Regions from separate parts of the Hordeum vulgare genome. Here region 1 is linked to region 2. A link is a contact called in public Hi-C data. All regions are on one chromosome and are shown on one strand. Each heading gives the region's core, a stretch centred on a gene start, on an enhancer-like site or on the middle of the called end of the contact. The rest is flanking DNA. Distances are from core to core; before and after follow the strand shown.

Region 1 (4,254 bases), core at 1,175-3,674, 140 kb after region 2:
TCGTCGGCGGCGATTGGTAGACGTTCGGCAACGGTGAATGTGGACGGGTCGGCGTCATGGTGATCGGGAACGGGGGCGCCAGAGTGGTAGCCGGGAACGGGGGCGGCAGAGTGGTTGCCGGGAACGGGGCGACATCGTAGGCGGCGATGGGTAGACGTGCGGTAGCGGTGAACGCGTGGACGGGCCGACGACGGGGTGATCCGCGACGATGCAGTGGTCGGAAACGGGGCGGTGTCGTCGTCGGCGATGTGGAGGTGGTGCGGCGAGGGCTGATCGTCACGGGCGTCGGCGGCGACGAGGTTAACCGTGGGAGACGTGAATTAGGTCAAGCGACGGGCTGGCCTAGCATGCACGACGAGTCAACTGGGTCAGGGCGTGGGGTGCGACGTGACGAGGCGATGGTTTTCCACGTCAGCGGTGCCGACGTGGCGAGGCAGGGTGGGGCGGGCCGACGTGGCGAGGCAGGGTGGGGCGGGCCGACGTGACGGCATACGTATATACTGTAGCGAATACGTTTAAAGGAAATGACCTTCCTATCATTCTACGTTTTGTGAGGGATGTACCGAAGCGGGCCTCAAAACAATCATGTTAGGGCCTGAGATCCCTCCTAACCTCATAAAAAATAAATCAAAACAGTGAATTCGTCATGTGTGCACACTTTGTGTGTTGGGTTTTGGGTTCTTGCCGTGGTTGAACCAGACAGGACAGGGATCCCCCAGCTGTGGACGGTCTTGCATGCACTTGTCTCCTTTCCTTCCTTCCCCATCACGCGGGAAATCTTGGCATCATGCTCTGCTGCAGCCGATCCGCCCGACGCAGACGATGCGGATGCGCGGCAGTGCAAGTCGTACGTACACAACTGTAGGCAACAAGTTGGTGGTGTAGGCCGCTTCCGTGCACAACGGAAAGCCTACCTAGCCCGGAGACCCGTCAGGCCTTGTCCAGCTAGCTGCGGCCGTTGAATCGAACGGAGTAAAAGTGATCATGCTAATGCGTTGTAGATGGCTGCTGTTTGATTGATTATTAAATAAGGAATTGCTAATGCTCAATTAAACACTCGATTGATTTCTGCTAAAAGTGATTATTGTGGAGCCAAAATAGAGTGATCTCGTGGGTTTCCTTCCGCCCCCAGCATTCTTGTTTCGTACTAGCACCACATACATAAAGCGAAAGTGGTATAGCTAGCCGAAGGTGCAGCTTGCGCTTTGTGTCAGGAGGAGGCCACTCGAGTGGTCTTGCTGTTGCATTGCTGTGTTGGCTTTGAGAGGAAGCAGACAAGCAATGCCAGGAACCTGAACCTGGCTGGACGAACACCACTCGCCCTGCACCGGCCGGCCATGCGGCGTCTAGCGGACAAGGTGACCAGCGCTACTCGTCCCCAGAGACACAGGAAGGGAAAGGGAAAAAAAGACGTTGCTTTTTCTTTTCCGGTGCACAGGATGGAGGCGCTTCGATACGATAGCCGCTCTCGGCCTTGTACTCCGATCACCGTCGTGCGGCATGTGATGCGTGCAAATATGTCGGGGTGCTGCATTTGAGCGCCTAAACGGCATTCCCTGTGGCTTTTACGTGCATGCACCTTATTGCCTATAATATGGCTTGATCTTGATGGTATCACATGCGTGTCACTTCATTCCAAACTTCGATTCTCCGTACAGCGGCTAGTTTAGTACGGGGTAGATAGCGTTTTTTTGTCTGACAAAAAGAGAGAGTAGATTTTTTTTTTTTGCGCGTGAAAAGAAAAGAGATAGTAGATTGTTGTCAAGTACTCCATTAGCTTCACTATCGCTAGTACCGCTAAATTGACAGAATTAGATAAATCTCACCACTGACGAGTATTGTTCCGCAAAAAAAGAAAAGTACTACAGACAAGTCCAAAGCACTGGGTCCCATAGGTAAAAGAGAAAAGCAAGAGATGAGTCGAGGTTGGTACTAGCAGCAGCAGGCAGCAAGAGCAGCTGGAGGCGGAGGGTGGAGGGCCGGCGTCGCTCTCGCGCAAAGCGTGCGGGCGAGGGCAGAGGAAGCCGATTCGATTCCGGCAGGCCCGAATGGAAAGCGAAAGCAAAGGCGAGATGCTGGAATTTAATTAGGTAAAACCGGGCGGGTGGGGGACACGTCGCCGACAGCCCGGCGACACCCACGTGCTCCCGGCTTTATCGCCTTGTCCCCCCCTCCCGTACGCTTTCGCCGCTGGTACACGCCTTTGCCGGGCCGGCTACGGCCGTCGGATCGGGATCGGGCGGCGCAGCGGGCCCGAGTGGACCTGCAGGGTGGCCAACCGGCAGCCCGGGCCCACGCATGGAAAAACGGGCGGCACGAACGTTAATGCTGCACCACCCCACCGCTGGATGGACAAGGACGATGATGACCCGATTTAATGCAGTATAAATAAATACTATCCCCTTTGGAATGGGGATTGCGTTGGGAAAAATCCAAGGAGGAGGTGCGAATTTACGTTAGGGCCCTCCGCGACCCGGCGGGATGGAGCAAAGCTGATCTGTGTTGGACCTGTGCGCAAATATCAGCGGGAAGCGGCATGGCGACGAGAAATTGCGGGTAAAACCCAAGCTCACGAGCGTAGCTCCGGGTGTCAGCGCGCCAGTGGCCGACACGTAATTAAACCCCCCCGTCGACGACCGGTAGACCGGTGACCGCACCCACCTATAACCTCCTCTCCTCCCCGCCCCACCCCGCAGAGCCGCCGCCTGTGACCGACCCACCGGAGAGCCACACGACAAACCGAGCCCACCGCACCACCAACTCTTCCTCCTCCTGCGCGGCTGCAGCTGCCGGCCATGTCGGTGGAGACGGAGCGGAGCTCCACGGAGTCCTCCGCCGCCTCGGGCCTCGACTTCGAGGACACCGCCCTCACCCTTCGCCTCCCCGGCTCCGACCCCGACCGCAAGCGCGCCTCCACCTCCGACCCCGACTGCCCCTCCCCGACCGCCGCCGCCTCCGACTCTCCCCCTTCCCCCAAGTACGCGCGCCTGCCTTGCCTTCTCTCGCTCCTTCCGTCTCAAATTTGGCGCCCAAGCTTTTTGAGCTGACATGGTCTCGCTGTGCAGGGCGCAGGTGGTGGGCTGGCCACCGGTTCGGTCCTTCCGGAAGAACGCCCTCGCGTCCGCGGCCTCGTCCAAGACCAAGTTCGTCAAGGTGGCCGTCGACGGCGCGCCCTACCTGCGCAAGGTCGACCTCAAGGCTTACGCGGGCTACACAAGCCCTGCCTCCTACGACCAGCTCCTCGCCACGCTCCAGGACAAGTTCATCTCCCACCTAACCGTCCGTGAGTACACCGCCGCGGCATGCCTTGCCTGTGTGTTGTTAGCTACGTGTTGCTCTCTCATGGGTTCTGACGATTTGACTGTGGATGCAGGCAAGCTTGGTAACGAGGAGATGAAGCTCGTGGACGCGCTGAGCGGCACGGAATATGTGCCAACGTACGAGGACAAGGACGGCGACTGGATGCTCGTCGGAGACGTCCCCTGGAGGTGAATTTCCTGGGCCTTTTCTGCTATTTTACAGTTAAAATCCGCATGCAGCTGCAGCTCCTGTTGCTCGTCAGCTATGTCCTGTTGTTTAAGTTCATATATACACTGCTTAATTAGGGTCGTGGTTTGGATCGCTAACTGATCAGGTGCTATAGCATCTCAGGTTCAGAAATCTGGATGGTTTGGTGATCTTACGCTCTTAGTTTCAGTTTATCTTTGCCTGAGAAACGATTATTTTGGTTTACTGAGTTGTTGATCTGGTAGTAATATGTAAAGGAACTCGGATCCTGTGGCACAACATAGAAAATTTATTACACTGTACCAAGGGATCACGAAATTGCTCCTGGTTTTCACTACTATGTGATGTTCCTGTTGGGTTATCAATTGCCTATTGTCTGTTCAACTTGGGACCCATGCCAAATGTTCTTAGTTTGCCTCTATTTGTATGAGCCGTCGATCTTGCTAGTTAAGCAGTAAATCTCAGAAAAACTTAAAGAAATGCTATAAAGTTATTGGCGGCGAATTATGCTCATAAATTAATTTCACATCCCTGAATTCATCTGCTTCGCTTTTCGGACATGAATAGGGTTGAAACTAGTGAACGAACACCGGTATATGTTTCTGACAACAGCCATTGTCCTTACTTTCGAACTCAGAGAAGACGGAAGTGCTGATTGTAAAAACGGATCTTCTTCATCCTCTGTTGTTTCATGTGTAATTTGAATGGCTTCGTGAAATTGGACAATAATTGAGAATTGTGCCTACC
Region 2 (3,941 bases), core at 942-3,441:
ACTCGATATATTTCCTTATTAATTATAAACTTGTATTCCTTGGTTTGTACACCATGACTTCTGCAATTAGCACATCTTTCTTGAACAAGCTAGTTGCAGGCCATCCTCTAATGGATCGTATTCACTTATTAAGTTATTATTTGGAAATTAAATGGAAGCTCGATATGGTTATGGTCTTATGGACTTATGAAAGTACATATAACAGCAAAGAACATAAAAGAAGAAGAAATATACAAATGACTCAAAAACAGCAATACCTCATCATCCTTCAAGTAGGGCTCATACCATGTCCATAGGATCTTTGGATCTGCAACATATCGAAGATACAAAAATCCTATCTGCAAAAACAAACACCAATTGGTTATTTAGCAGCAGCTAGCTGATTATCTAACACGATAAATGAAGACAAACAAAAAATGCTCACAAATCCAATGCACAGACTGGTACACTACTGCTTGCAAACTTTGTTCATCCACGTGTCCTAGGACCAAAATCAAGACACGAGGCCATCCAAGAAAGCAAGTAATATGACTGTTAGTGGTTATAGCCAAAATGTAATAAGTGAATGTAAAAAATAGAAAGAAGAGTTGATTGCTTAAGATAGGTTGATAACACCAGTTTGTTACTGCAACCATGCTAACACTTTGTTCGTGTACAACTTTGACATACAACCTAGTGCATGCATTAATCACAAATAAATGTAATGAGTATACACAACAACCATGATGCATGCATTTGTCAAAGGTAACTTATGTCAAAGAAACTTACAGCTCTAATGTACGGGGAGTCAGGATGCTTCAACAAACCATGCATCTGTTTCACAGTAAGCTTCATTGTGAAGAACTTGTACAGGAGACAAAATGCAGTGGAAGGACCCCTGCAATTGCCAGTCATCCAAGGCTCCACATGATCAACTTGGTTATAGATCTCGTCAATGACCTCATGATAGGTCTTCATCCTGTAGAGCTCCTTGAAGTAATCAGAAGAAAGAATATTCATACAAAGAACCTTCTCCATCAACATATCGATGGGCTTTCCTGAAGTCTGTATCTCCATATTTCAGCGAACACAAACCTGGACCAAAAACAGAGGGATCCTCTTAGCTTAAAGCCTCAAAGCTTATGTCCCGCGTGAATCTTTTCCCAAAATACGAAGAAAACTGGATTTAGTTCTGATAGAACGATTACGCAAATATTTACAGATATATTGCCACCTGAGAAAAATGTAGATCAGTCTTTACCTCAAACGGCTGAAAATTCATGTGTCCCTCACTACCCATGAAATCCCCACTTAAGCTCTCAAGGTCAACAGATTATACTATGTTACTATCAGTGCGTCTGACAAGTAATGCCACACAAGCAAACCTCGAGAGTGGCTGATAGTTTTACCATGTACTCCCTCCGTTCCAAAATATAAGACCTTTTAGGTATTTCACTAGAAGACTACATACGGAGCAAAATGAGTGAATCTATACTCTAAAATATGTCTATGTACATCTGTATGTAGTTTATAGTACAATCTCTAAAAGGTCTTATATTTAGGAACGGAGGGAGTATATAACTCAATTAAAAGGGTCCCCACTGTGATATCCAGATAACCTGCACTGATCCTTTCCCACCATGTATCTAGCCTAAGGATTACCCACAATAATTTAATCCCTCCAAACCGCTGGTGTGGACAAATGCAACCCACCATACATTGTATTTCTATGGGGCCAAGTAGAACTAGAATAGAACTATATTTTGCACAAAGAAATTTCCATGGCCATTAATCACACAGATTCATCAGAAACCCTGTCGTTAACGTACACGATTTCGTCCAGAGGATATTCTCATCTATTCCGCACTTAATAGCAAAAAAATGGCTCAAACTAGTAATCGTCTCTACTTTAACTAGTAACTGGCGAGATGAATCTATGTACGCGGAAACAGAAAGGGATACTCAGTTACTCACACGGAGGATGCGCGCAAACCCTACGACCTCCTTGGCTTCCGAGAGCGAGGGCGGCTTGCGGAGACCCCCAAACCAGAGGGGATGACGACTCTCTGTAGAGGATGAACTCGTATCGGCTTCGGCGACGGCGGAGGGTGTGATGTTTGGGATTCGACGGTAGCTGGGAGATCGCCGGAGATGGATGAAGGAGGCGAGGAAAGGGGAGGGGAGGGTCGGCTGTGGATTTGTGGAGATGGGGGAGTCGCGTCATACCTGGCCAAACGGGCGGACGGGCCGGCCCGCCGTAATCGTACCAGGCACGGCATGGCCCGCCTGGGCCCGATTAATATACAGGTCGTGCCGTGTCGGCCCGCGTGTCAGCCTCCCAGGCCCAAGCACGGCACGTGGCCTAATCGGGTTGACCCGTGGCACGTTAAGGCACGGCGGCGCGCCACATATTTGTTATTTTTTTTCATCTGGCCCTCTCTCGCACGGCGGCCCGCCACAGATCCCGCCTAAATTCCCGCCCGCTCCCCCTTTCCCGCCCGCCCGCTCCCCCTTTCCCGCCCGCCCGCTCCCCCTTTCCCGCCCGCCTGCTCCCCGTTTCCCGCCCGCTCCCCTAGATTCGCGTCGCGACTGGGACTGACGCCCTCTTTCCCGCCCGACGCCCCGCGCCCCCGCCCAACGCCCCGCACCCCCAGTCCCCCATTTCCTTCGCTGCCTAATCGTGTCGTGTCGGGCCAGCACGCGGGCTCGGGGTGGCAGCCCGAGCACAGCCCACGGCGTGCTCGTGCCTGGCCCGAGCACGATTAGCACGTGTCGGGCTCGGCCCGTGTCATGCCTGGCCTGCGGGCAGCCGTGCCGGCCCGCGTGGCACGGCCCGTTTGGCCAGATTTGAGTCGCGTACGACTAGGAATCCAATCATCTATTGGGCTTTCCAAGCAGCTAACGACCTTTGTTGGGCTCTTCAGGAGTTCTGGCCCGTTATAAGACGAGACTGCATGTTGGACGTTTTTCCTCTTCCTTTCAAATTGGGGCGTGCTACGTGTCCGCGCGGGCTGATCTCTACTATTAAAACGGGATCTGCCGTCTGTCGTGATGGTTCAACCTCCTAACGCTAGCTATCCTTTCATCCACATTCTCCCACCGATTTTTTTCAACCCTCCAAAAACCAATTGGTTCAATAAAAAATCCGATACAATAAAAACATAATAAGCTACGCATCAGGGGCGTGCTCTCGCGCTGTCCACGTCGGATTAGCTACAGACAAAAAAGACCAGCGGTTTACCCTTGGCTGCCCCGTCGCGTTGTTTGCTTCTCCAAGAAGAAGAAGAAAGACAGAGAGGAAGAGGAAATCGCCCTCATCCCTTCTCCCTCGACGCACGCTAGGGTTGCTGCTGCCACCGCATCGTGCCATCGGCCTATGGCCAGGTCCTTCGACACCGGCCACCATAGAAGGAAGCAAACTCGACATCCAGTCGCCCGCGCCTCCTTTCTTCCCCTTTCCTCACCTGTGACCCCTCCTCTGCCGTCTGGACTCCTACCCCTTTCTCTTCTCAATCCGGATCCATGGATATGGCCGACAGGGAGGACGAGTACATGGAGGAGGTCGCTGCCGGCGGCGCCAAAAGCATCTCAACAAGAACTACCGTCATGCAAAAGCAAGTCACCGTCGACACGGATCCATTTTGTCTACGCCGCCAAGGGCCAACTGCCCCAGATCCGACCAAGTACCAAGCATCCTACCTTTTCCAACCGCTGGATCTATTTCCATGACCAGGCCTGCTCTGTAGCTTTTCTCCTACATTTGCATGCTCTTCTGCTTCTCCTCCGACGTCCTAGGGGATACGCTTGTTGGGGTCTAAAAGAACTGCACGCGTGTTCATGTTCAAACCACGCCACTCTCTATGCTTGTCTCTTTCTCGTGGGTAAATTGAATAGATACATCCAGAAAGAGCTCTAATGCAACAACAAAGCATCACATTCTTTCTACAGTAAGAATCAATCTC

The links. Hi-C and Micro-C count contacts between places; a contact is called where the count stands out from the background.
Region 1: a contact with region 2 is called in a Hi-C map of seedling, with 4 times the contacts expected there. The contact joins the promoter of LOC123426806 here to the promoter of LOC123426779 in region 2. A contact is called at or near these places in 3 of 6 Hi-C or Micro-C datasets (leaf and seedling).

Annotation. Positions count from the first base shown.
Region 1 is chr1H:120,797,544-120,801,797 of MorexV3_pseudomolecules_assembly, forward strand. It overlaps LOC123426806 (auxin-responsive protein IAA15-like), which reads left to right and starts at 2,425. Exons shown (of 5, transcript XM_045110705.1): 1 at 2,425-2,977; 2 at 3,066-3,283; 3 at 3,374-3,488. The coding sequence starts at 2,796.
Region 2 is chr1H:120,655,553-120,659,493 of MorexV3_pseudomolecules_assembly, forward strand. It overlaps LOC123426779 (pre-mRNA splicing factor SR-like 1), which reads right to left and starts at 2,192. Exons shown (of 5, transcript XM_045110665.1): 1 at 1,954-2,192; 2 at 769-1,074; 3 at 258-338. The coding sequence starts at 1,056.